3 separate regions of the Mus musculus genome follow, and all the other regions are linked to region 2. The links are chromatin contacts, called in public HiChIP or PLAC-seq maps. All regions are on one chromosome and are shown on one strand. Each heading gives the region's core, a stretch centred on a gene start, on an enhancer-like site or on the middle of the called end of the contact. The rest is flanking DNA. Distances are from core to core; before and after follow the strand shown. Region 1 overlaps Ppm1l (protein phosphatase 1 (formerly 2C)-like). Region 2 holds the start of Ppm1l (protein phosphatase 1 (formerly 2C)-like). Region 3 overlaps Ppm1l (protein phosphatase 1 (formerly 2C)-like).

The links. HiChIP or PLAC-seq counts read pairs in DNA pulled down with a chosen protein or histone mark.
Region 1: an H3K4me3 HiChIP or PLAC-seq map of embryonic forebrain shows a contact between it and region 2, with 4 times the contacts expected there. The contact joins the enhancer-like site here to the promoter of Ppm1l in region 2. A contact is called at or near these places in 9 of 39 promoter capture datasets (3T3-L1-derived adipocytes, the HPC-7 cell line, HPC-7-derived erythroid cells and 7 more), 1 of 15 datasets of contacts at CTCF or cohesin (the NIH/3T3 cell line), 23 of 484 Hi-C or Micro-C datasets (CD8 T cells, the G1E-ER4 cell line, the HPC-7 cell line and 14 more), 23 of 115 datasets of contacts at active chromatin or transcription factors (the HPC-7 cell line, the NIH/3T3 cell line, SST interneurons and 19 more) and 2 of 9 other capture datasets (adipose tissue and pancreatic islet).
Region 3: an H3K4me3 HiChIP or PLAC-seq map of embryonic limb bud shows a contact between it and region 2, with 2.5 times the contacts expected there. The contact joins the enhancer-like site here to the promoter of Ppm1l in region 2. A contact is called at or near these places in 7 of 39 promoter capture datasets (3T3-L1-derived adipocytes, cranial neural crest, embryonic stem cells and 3 more), 3 of 484 Hi-C or Micro-C datasets (the N1E-115 cell line, cerebral cortex and muscle stem cells), 12 of 115 datasets of contacts at active chromatin or transcription factors (cardiomyocytes, craniofacial prominence, embryonic forebrain and 8 more) and 3 of 9 other capture datasets (adipose tissue, macrophages and pancreatic islet).

The regions. Positions count from the first base shown.
Region 1 is chr3:69,468,589-69,471,288 of GRCm38.p6, forward strand. All of the region lies in intron 1 of Ppm1l (protein phosphatase 1 (formerly 2C)-like), which reads left to right. Among named protein-coding and RNA genes, the nearest start is that of Gm52607, 7.8 kb to the left of the region's middle. Within about 2 kb of position 1,328, at least 50 of the 459 cell types and tissues checked have an H3K27ac peak or open chromatin away from gene starts, as enhancers often do. A contact at or near this core is called in CD8 T cells, the G1E-ER4 cell line, the HPC-7 cell line and 5 more, where this site is marked.
Region 2 is chr3:69,315,640-69,318,339 of GRCm38.p6, forward strand. It overlaps Ppm1l (protein phosphatase 1 (formerly 2C)-like), which reads left to right and starts at 1,279. Exons shown (of 4, transcript NM_178726.3): 1 at 1,279-2,326. The coding sequence starts at 1,928.
Region 3 is chr3:69,500,835-69,503,534 of GRCm38.p6, forward strand. The region is part of intron 2 of Ppm1l (protein phosphatase 1 (formerly 2C)-like); the gene reads left to right. Among named protein-coding and RNA genes, the nearest start is that of Gm52607, 40 kb to the left of the region's middle. Within about 2 kb of position 1,362, at least 26 of the 459 cell types and tissues checked have an H3K27ac peak or open chromatin away from gene starts, as enhancers often do. A contact at or near this core is called in craniofacial prominence, embryonic limb bud, pancreatic islet and 1 more, where this site is marked.

The DNA.
Region 1 (2,700 bases), core at 78-2,577, 150 kb after region 2:
CGTTTGTAACCTGTCATTTCCATGCTGGCTGTAATGCGTTTAGGAAATGATTCTTTGCATGCACGTATTACTGCAAAAATAATCTGCCGTGACTGGAAGCAGAGGACCAAGTCCTTAACTTCATCATCTCAGGAAGTCCTCAGATCTGTGCCTTAATGAGATAAAAATGATGCTACCCTGTTTTTAGAGGACCCTGAGGTTTAGTTACACCAGCCAACTTCTGTAGTAACCTCAAATGTAATTATCAGTGAAAGAGAAGCAGGCACTTGAGAGGAGGAAATGACTTACACAGAGGTGTCTGCTCCTGGGTTGAACAGTTGTTTCCGGGGAGAGAAGACAGAACCCACTCAGACCGTCCACTGCCCTTTTCTGGGGAGGGGAGGGGGCTTAGAAACACATGTCCTGTATCAAGGACCTCTGAGGCAAGGCCTTGACTGAGAGTCTCGTCCACTGTCATATCTGGTCCTATTCTCTCATGCATCCTTGTTTCTTTTCTCTGCAGATGCATAACTCACACAGACACCCCCCCCCCCCATTGCTAGGGGTGTGAGAGGTAGGTCCAGTCAAGGAACTGCCACCAGATGTCATTCTGACCTTAAATGGGGTCATCATGATAGCAGTCTCTTGAGCCCCCCCCCCCCCCAACTTGCACAGCTTATTACAGATGTAGGGCCTGGGTTGGTGGAGGGAGTTCCTTAAGGCGGCAAAGCACTTATGCTTGTTTTCATTTCAGATATAATCCAAGGAGCTTGGTATAGCCCTATAAATAATCATAGATGCTCCCAGGATGCCTCATAGCACATAGTATGTCTGCAAATGAACCAAGAAATCAAGAACCATTAGGTATTCTACCTAAGGTCAGCGGTGTGCAAATAGACACTCTGACGGCTGACAAGGGGACCAGGGACTTTTTGCTGTATCTCTGCTTTGCCTGAAGCTCTGTGTACAAGGAACACCCCATGACTGAAAGCAAAGATAAGAGCCCCTAGCCTGTGCTACTTTAATACAGCAAGTTGGCAGAGACCCCTAATCAAAGCTGGGCTGTGTTATCTCTTCTATCCAGAAGCGCTCTCAAGGAAGTAATGTTGGGGAAGCAAAGGAATTTCTACTTGTGCCTTTGAAGTTGTATGGTCTGCTGTGGCTGGTGTTAAGTCGTGCTTTGAGGGGTTTAAAAGCAGGGAGCAGCCATAGAGTGAGAATATAAGGCAACTGTTTGTGTAGCTGTGTTCAAGGCCTAAATTTAGCTTCTGTAAGATATTTGTTAACCTCCTTTCTGTAAGGTACCCTCCATCTGCTGCCTGCTCCCTCCCCCCCCCCCCCCCCCCGCTTGCCACCAGCCTCCCTTCGTGGCTGTCTGACGTCCTTCTTTACATTGTAACTGTGGCTATGGTCCAATGCCAATGACTCTGCATGGCAAATTAGAGACAAACCTTTTGGCAGTGAAACCCTTACAAGCTATATGGTTTGTTTTTTATGCCAAAAAATATTTTGGGGTTTGTGGCATCTGTTATTTCTATCATGTATATGTTAGTGATTAGCATGTCTGTAAGAAAAGCTATTTGCCTGTCTCCCCCTATAGCCAGTCAAACGAAACCAGTCACTGATGGTCAGTTTTAATTGGGGATTATGTGAATTTATTATGCTAATTTCCTTTTTTGTAGGTTACCATGGGGATCAGGGGGTTTGTTCGGTTTAGGGCTCACAGACAAGGAGCAGTAGTGTAAGCGGAATGAGTGTCAGGCACGTACTAGATAGTAGTACCCAGTGAGGGCATATGGAACGGATTAAACAGGAGGATGGAGTGGCTCTTGTGAGGATCCAGCTCATGACCTGCTGTGCAGTCATCTAATCCATGTCCTCTCTGAGGACAGCAAATGAATTACATCCCTGACCCAGACAATCCTTTAAAAGAGAGATTCAGGGCCAAGGAGATGGTTGACCTGGTAAAGGTGCTGTCTGCCTAACCTCACAACCCGAGGCCCGACCCTGGAGCCCACATGGAGGAAGGGCTCCACAGCGTGTCCTCACCTCCATATGCATGCGCGCATACACTATGTAAATAGTATAAACTAGCAATTTAGAGCATTAGAAGTGGCACAGATTGCAGTTAGATAGATGATCAGGGCTCCAGGGCCAGAGACGCACTTCCAGTTTGTATGACTTTGGTTGTGTTACTTGCTTTTTATCCTCTGTGGTAGGACCATGGGTGTAGCCAGGCTCACTACTATTCTGCCCGACACCCTTCTTCACGTCAGACAACAGATCACTTACTCTCCTGAACGAAGGACTGGTGCACTGGCATCTCACCCCGTTGGGTAGAGCTTGGTTCAGGAGATATGACTAGATGAAGCAGGGCCAACTAGAGACTCTCTGTGGTGTTCCTTCAGACCAAACCTGACTGGTGTTGAGGACCTGAATCTGACTCTGAGAGGCTGGTCCTCATCGTCTTCTCCCGTTGTTGAAAAGGAAAGACATATAAAGGACAGTGACACTGTGTTTTGATGATTGTGACCTTTCCAAGATGGGAACTTAATCCCCAACATAGCAGTCCTAGGGACTTTAGGGGGTGATGTAGTCTTGAGGGCAGAGCCCTCACAAATGGGTTTAGTGAACTTCGAAGAGCTGAAGGCAAATAGCTAGGCCTCTTTTGTCCCTCTGTCATGGTTGCCTTGTGTGGATACCTACATAGCACCATAAGAG
Region 2 (2,700 bases), core at 29-2,528:
TCCTTTCCCATCATTCCTACTTATGTTTATATTGTTGGGGTCATATTATTTAAATACTTAAGCATGTTTCTTCTGTTGTTGTTGTTAGGGAAGTCCAGGTTTTTGTAGAAACTTTAGCAGTTACGGAGAATAGACAAAAATCTGGACAAAATGTAAATTGTTTAAAGTTACTTTAGTTGCCAACTGTGAACATTTTGTTATATTTTATTGCAGTAATTATATTTTATATCTTAAGACGGAACTGGGATCAAAAGAAGGCAGAAGTGTTTGGGGGAACACTGGCTGGGAGACTATCAGGATGCCTGACCGTCAGTCCGGTGGGTCAGCACCGTCCTTCGTGGACAGAGGTAGAGAGAAAGAGAAGTTCCTTTTAAAGATTACTTGCTTCATATTCTAGGCGACCAGTCCTTGCCCCAACTTCAAGTTATCCTGCTGAGGTCCACCTTTGCCTACTCAAACTCCTGCCCTCATCTTCGGCAAGGACTGAAGGTGGTTGTCACTTTCAAGGCTCCAGAGGATTTCTAACTTGAACCATAGGCAGAGTAGCTCGCTGAGGGACACTCCAAGCATGTTCCTTATGGATGAGTGGCCACCAGCACAGTCCCAGTCTTCAGAGGCCGGCCCTTCCTGGTCCTCCGGCGTTTGCCATTACACGTCAAGCCTCCGGTTCTGAGATCCCCGGTTCTGCCTTCAGAGAGACATAGCTCTTGCGGTCCGAGTCCAAGTCCTGCCTCTTGGGAGATCCCGGCGGGTCTCTGTGGCAGCTGCCTCGGGTGGCCAAAGTAATCACTCACTTTCGATTTTTGAGACAGGAGAAATGTGTCCCATCTCGCTAGCCCTACGAAAAGTCTGGCGTGGACCGTACCATTGTGTAGCGTGCCGGAGGGGGGGAGGGCTCAGGTACAGCTCCCGGCTCCCCAGCGAGCAGCCGTGCCGCCCAAGAAACCGACGTTCAGTGACCTCACGTCACTATCACATTGTCCCTGGGAGCCGGCCTCCAAGGCAGAATCGACAATCGGCTAGAGCTGGGCGGCTGGATTTGCCGCTCACCCCCCGCGGCTCTCCCCCGACCCGCCTGCTGCCCACGTGCGTCCGCCCCGGCGAGCTCCTTCGGGCCCCCAGCCGGGTGACAGTGTTACGCATCTGGAAGCGCCACTCCCGGGGCGGGGCGGGGCGGGGCGAGCGTGTGCGGGGAGGGGAGGGGCGAGCGCGAGCGGAGCCGGGAGCAGCCGAGCGGAGTCGAGCCGAGCCGAGCCGAGCCGAGCTGAGAGGTGCTGGGGAGAGGCAGGCAGAGCCTGCCGGCGGCTCCGCACCCATCGTGCTGCGTTTCCCAGCTCGGTGTCCCCCTGCCTTTGCCCAGGCACCGGCAAAACTTTTATTGTTTCGGGGACCCCCCCTGGATGTGTGACGAAATCGCAACGCTCCGCTGTCTCGTCCCCCAAGCTCGCCTGCAGCGGCGATCGAGGGAACGTGCAACCCTCGCCGCCGGGCTCTTGCGCCCTGCGCTTCCTCACCTGCCGATCGCTCCCGGGAACCGCGAGGGGGGACCCCTAAAGGGACCGCGCGGGCATCGGCACCCCGAAATCCTCTTCACCGTTGCGGACCGGCTCGGCGCAACTTTAACTTGATTCCTGTCGCCCACCCGGGGCACCCGCGGCGGCCGCCGCCGCCGCCGTCGCTGCGGTCTCACAAAGAGCGCGGGGAGGGAAGGCGGCGCAGGCGGCAGGCACGGGCCTTCGGGCTGCCCAGACAAAAGGGAAACTGCCATCGTTCTGGACGACTGTTCCGAGCGGCCGTGGGTTCGTTCACCCTGTCGGCCCGGGCTGCCTCTCCGCCTTGGTCCCCGCGGGCAGTGCCCGCAGTACTCGGACCCCGCGAGTTGCGGGGCACGCGTCGCTGCTGCTGGTCCGGGCTCTAGGGATAATAAATGATAGAGGATACAATGACTTTGCTGTCTCTGCTGGGTCGCATCATGCGCTACTTCTTACTGAGACCCGAGACGCTTTTCCTGCTGTGCATCAGCTTGGCTCTCTGGAGTTACTTCTTCCACACGGACGAAGTGAAGACCATCGTTAAGTCTAGCCGGGACGCGGTGAAGATGGTGAAGGGCAAGGTGGCCGAGATTATGCAGAACGATCGTCTTGGAGGACTTGATGTGCTGGAGGCCGAGTTTTCCAAGACCTGGGAATTCAAGAGCCATAATGTGGCGGTGTACTCCATCCAGGGCCGGAGAGACCACATGGAAGATCGCTTCGAAGTTCTCACCGATCTAGCCAACAAGACGCACCCGTCCATCTTCGGAATCTTTGATGGGCACGGCGGCGAGGTAGGAGTTCTCTGGGTCTATGTGTGTGTAAATAACCGGGCGTCTCGTGCTTGGCGGGGTCGGATCGGGGTGAGAGGGGCGTGGTAATGACCTGGTGATGACAAGGTGAGTCAAGTTCCCAAGACCCTGCCAAGGAGATCTTGGGTATGAGAGCGTTCACTTTAGCTGAGAGACACGAGAGACACTGGATATTCCGTGCCATTTTAATATAAAGTTCCCAAGGTCAGAAGCCAGTTAATAACTGCTAGTTTTCTGGGAAGAATGAATAGTATATGCAGTGAACTTTGTCACCAGGCCTCAGTGTCCCGGTTCTAGAGTTTGAGGCAGTTAAGGAACGTCGTGTCTTTCGTGTACCCCTAAAAGAAGAAGCCTGC
Region 3 (2,700 bases), core at 112-2,611, 190 kb after region 2:
CACCACAGGATACAGATGAAGATAAGAAAACAACACGTGACTGTAGGACTGGTTTAGGGTTGTTATTTGATAAAAACGTGGCCTTCGAAACAAAAGATACAGATTCTGTTCCTAACTCTGCTGCCAAGCAGATATATGGCTTCAAGTAACTACACCTTCATAAAGGCCACTTGCCTATAGATGGACGGCATGAATATAGTCTCATGGACACCGTCTAAGTCCGACATGATTTCTCTGGTCTCCTCAGACTGCAGAGTTTGGGTAGCGGTATGTTCTGAGGCTGCATGTGACTCGAGCTTTCTGTTTGCCCTCTTGCCTCTCCCTGCCGCTGTCATTTGTGCTGAATAACTGAGTAAAAGGTGACATTTCCTCATGGTGTCTCCTCAGTGTTTGCCCATGAAAATGCAGATGATTGGTGATGGACAGGAAGTGACCCTGGCTGCAAGTAGTACCGATTGGGGGTGTGGACAGGTGAAGGCGGGAGGATCGGAAGGCCAGCCTGGACTACTAGAGACTGTCTCAAAACAGCAAATCAAATACTGCAAGCCTCTAAGCTTTTGAAAGAAAATGTCCTGAGCTCCGTCATTGGTGGGCGCTCACTAAGGTGGTTTAGACTCTTTCATTAGCATTTGTCAATGCTAAGCAAAATGCAGACTAGGAAGTGAGGTGTGGTTTATATTTAATCTAATGCTGTGTTTATTTAAGTCAGAGCACACATCCAAGTTAGCGTAGAGAGATTTCCAAGGAAGCAATGACATTATCTGTGAAAACAATTGAAACAGCATTTCCGACAATCTGAGAAAGCAGTCGGTCTGCTGCTGCTCCTTACCACAACAGTCAGGGCAGAGAACCTTTCTGCATATTGTTTATTTCTATGCTTTATGTATTTATGTTGATTGCTTTATTGTGATTTATGTTTATTTACTATGATTTATTCTCTATGTCCCTGTATGTGACCTTACATTCTGTTTTTAATTGTCCTGTGTGCTTGTGCATGAATAAATAACCTATGGCTCTTTGCTAAAAAGATACATTAGTATGGCTTTGAGTGGGAGGGATGGTGGGGAGAGCAGACCCATTTCTACTTGAGAGTTACTGAGCCTGTGGCCCTAAGCCTTGGGGCCAGAGTCTGGAAACAGGAACAGAGATGACTTCTTATCCTTCATGCCTGCAGGATGCCATCTTGTCCCAGGTTACCTTGAGACAGTTTCCCAGACTGCTGCTTAGATCTGCATTTCTGGGCTCTGTTCTCAGACCAGCAAGGACCATTATTTCTATTCTTAGTAGATCACTAGCAAGGCAGCCTCGCAGTGAGCCCAAGGATCAGCTGCGGAGCTAAGGGAGTCACGTGGTGCAGGCCAGGCAAGGCAAGAGTTGAGCAGGCTGTGAATTGTGTTAACCTGAGCCCTCTGGTACACCCGGGACCTGCAGATCCATTTCCAGGCAGTCACTCAGCTTCCGCCTGGGAGGTGAGGACAAAGCAGCCACAATGTTTCAGCGATTCTGGATGGAGCTGAGAGCTGACCTGAAGTGAAATTACAGAGAAGTCTCATCAAACACTGGTGTGATTTTTAGAGAAATAGCTTTTAAAGGGGGAGGAGAAATGTGCTGTTAGCAATTTAGAAAGTCGCTGAAGGGTCCCCCCCTGTTGAGACTACTTTACTCCCTTTGAAATGGATGATACCTGAGAGTTCCTTCCCTGGTTTAATTGAGCCATTAGTGTCAGAATTATCAGTTGTCCAAAACGGAAAGCCATTTACTGTCACGGGAAGGAACTGACTGCACTTCCAGAAAACCAGACTCAGGAGAGTGGGAATTATTTAGGGCCTTCCAGGTTTTCTCTCAGAGCATTTTAGAGAGTGCAGTAGCATCCCTTCACGGGAAGTTTTTCCCTCTGACAGACTGGCTTTCTCCATGTGTTTCTCAAACAGCTCCTAAGGGAGGGGGAAACCATAAGGCTTCCTTACTTTTATCTTCCATCAATCTGTCTCTGAGTTTAAAAGCTTTCTTCTCCTCAACTTGCTGACAGGAACTAGGGGACCTGGAAGGAAAAGAAAAACGGAGACCCATAGGGGATGCTCAGACCTGACTGTACATGTGTTACCAGCTTCTGATTGTCTGTCAGTGATTTAAAATCTGATTTATTTTCCTATTTATGATACACTTGGGTACTATTTTTCAGTCAGGCTAGCTGTACTACTAGGAACATTCAGAGGACCATGTGGCCCTTCATTCAGGAGATAGAGTATTTGCCTGTGTGTGTGTGTGTGTGTGTGTGTGTGTGCGCGCGCGCGCATGCATACGCATGTGTACATGCATGCATGTGTGAGTGTGTATTTGTGTGTATGTATGTGAGTGTATATGTGTGTGCACTCAGGGTATAGAGTATTTGCCTGTGTGTGTGTGTGTGAGTGTGCATGTGTGTGAGTTTGTGTGTGAGTGTGCATGTGCCCTCACATGTACGATTTTCTATGATTGTGGCAGTAGGATGCCCCAGAACACCAGCTGGAAGAAACAGACAACTAAGAGAGTAGAACTCTGGAGGCCAGTAGATGGGCAGAGGAAGACGAAATTAATCAGAAAATCATGAGAACCCATAAGTCTTTTGAACTGGTCAGCCTGAACCCTGGTGTAGGCTGCATCTTATAGTGGGCTTTGAGCCCTACTTGCATCCTCTTCGCTTCTGTGATTAGGAGCCAT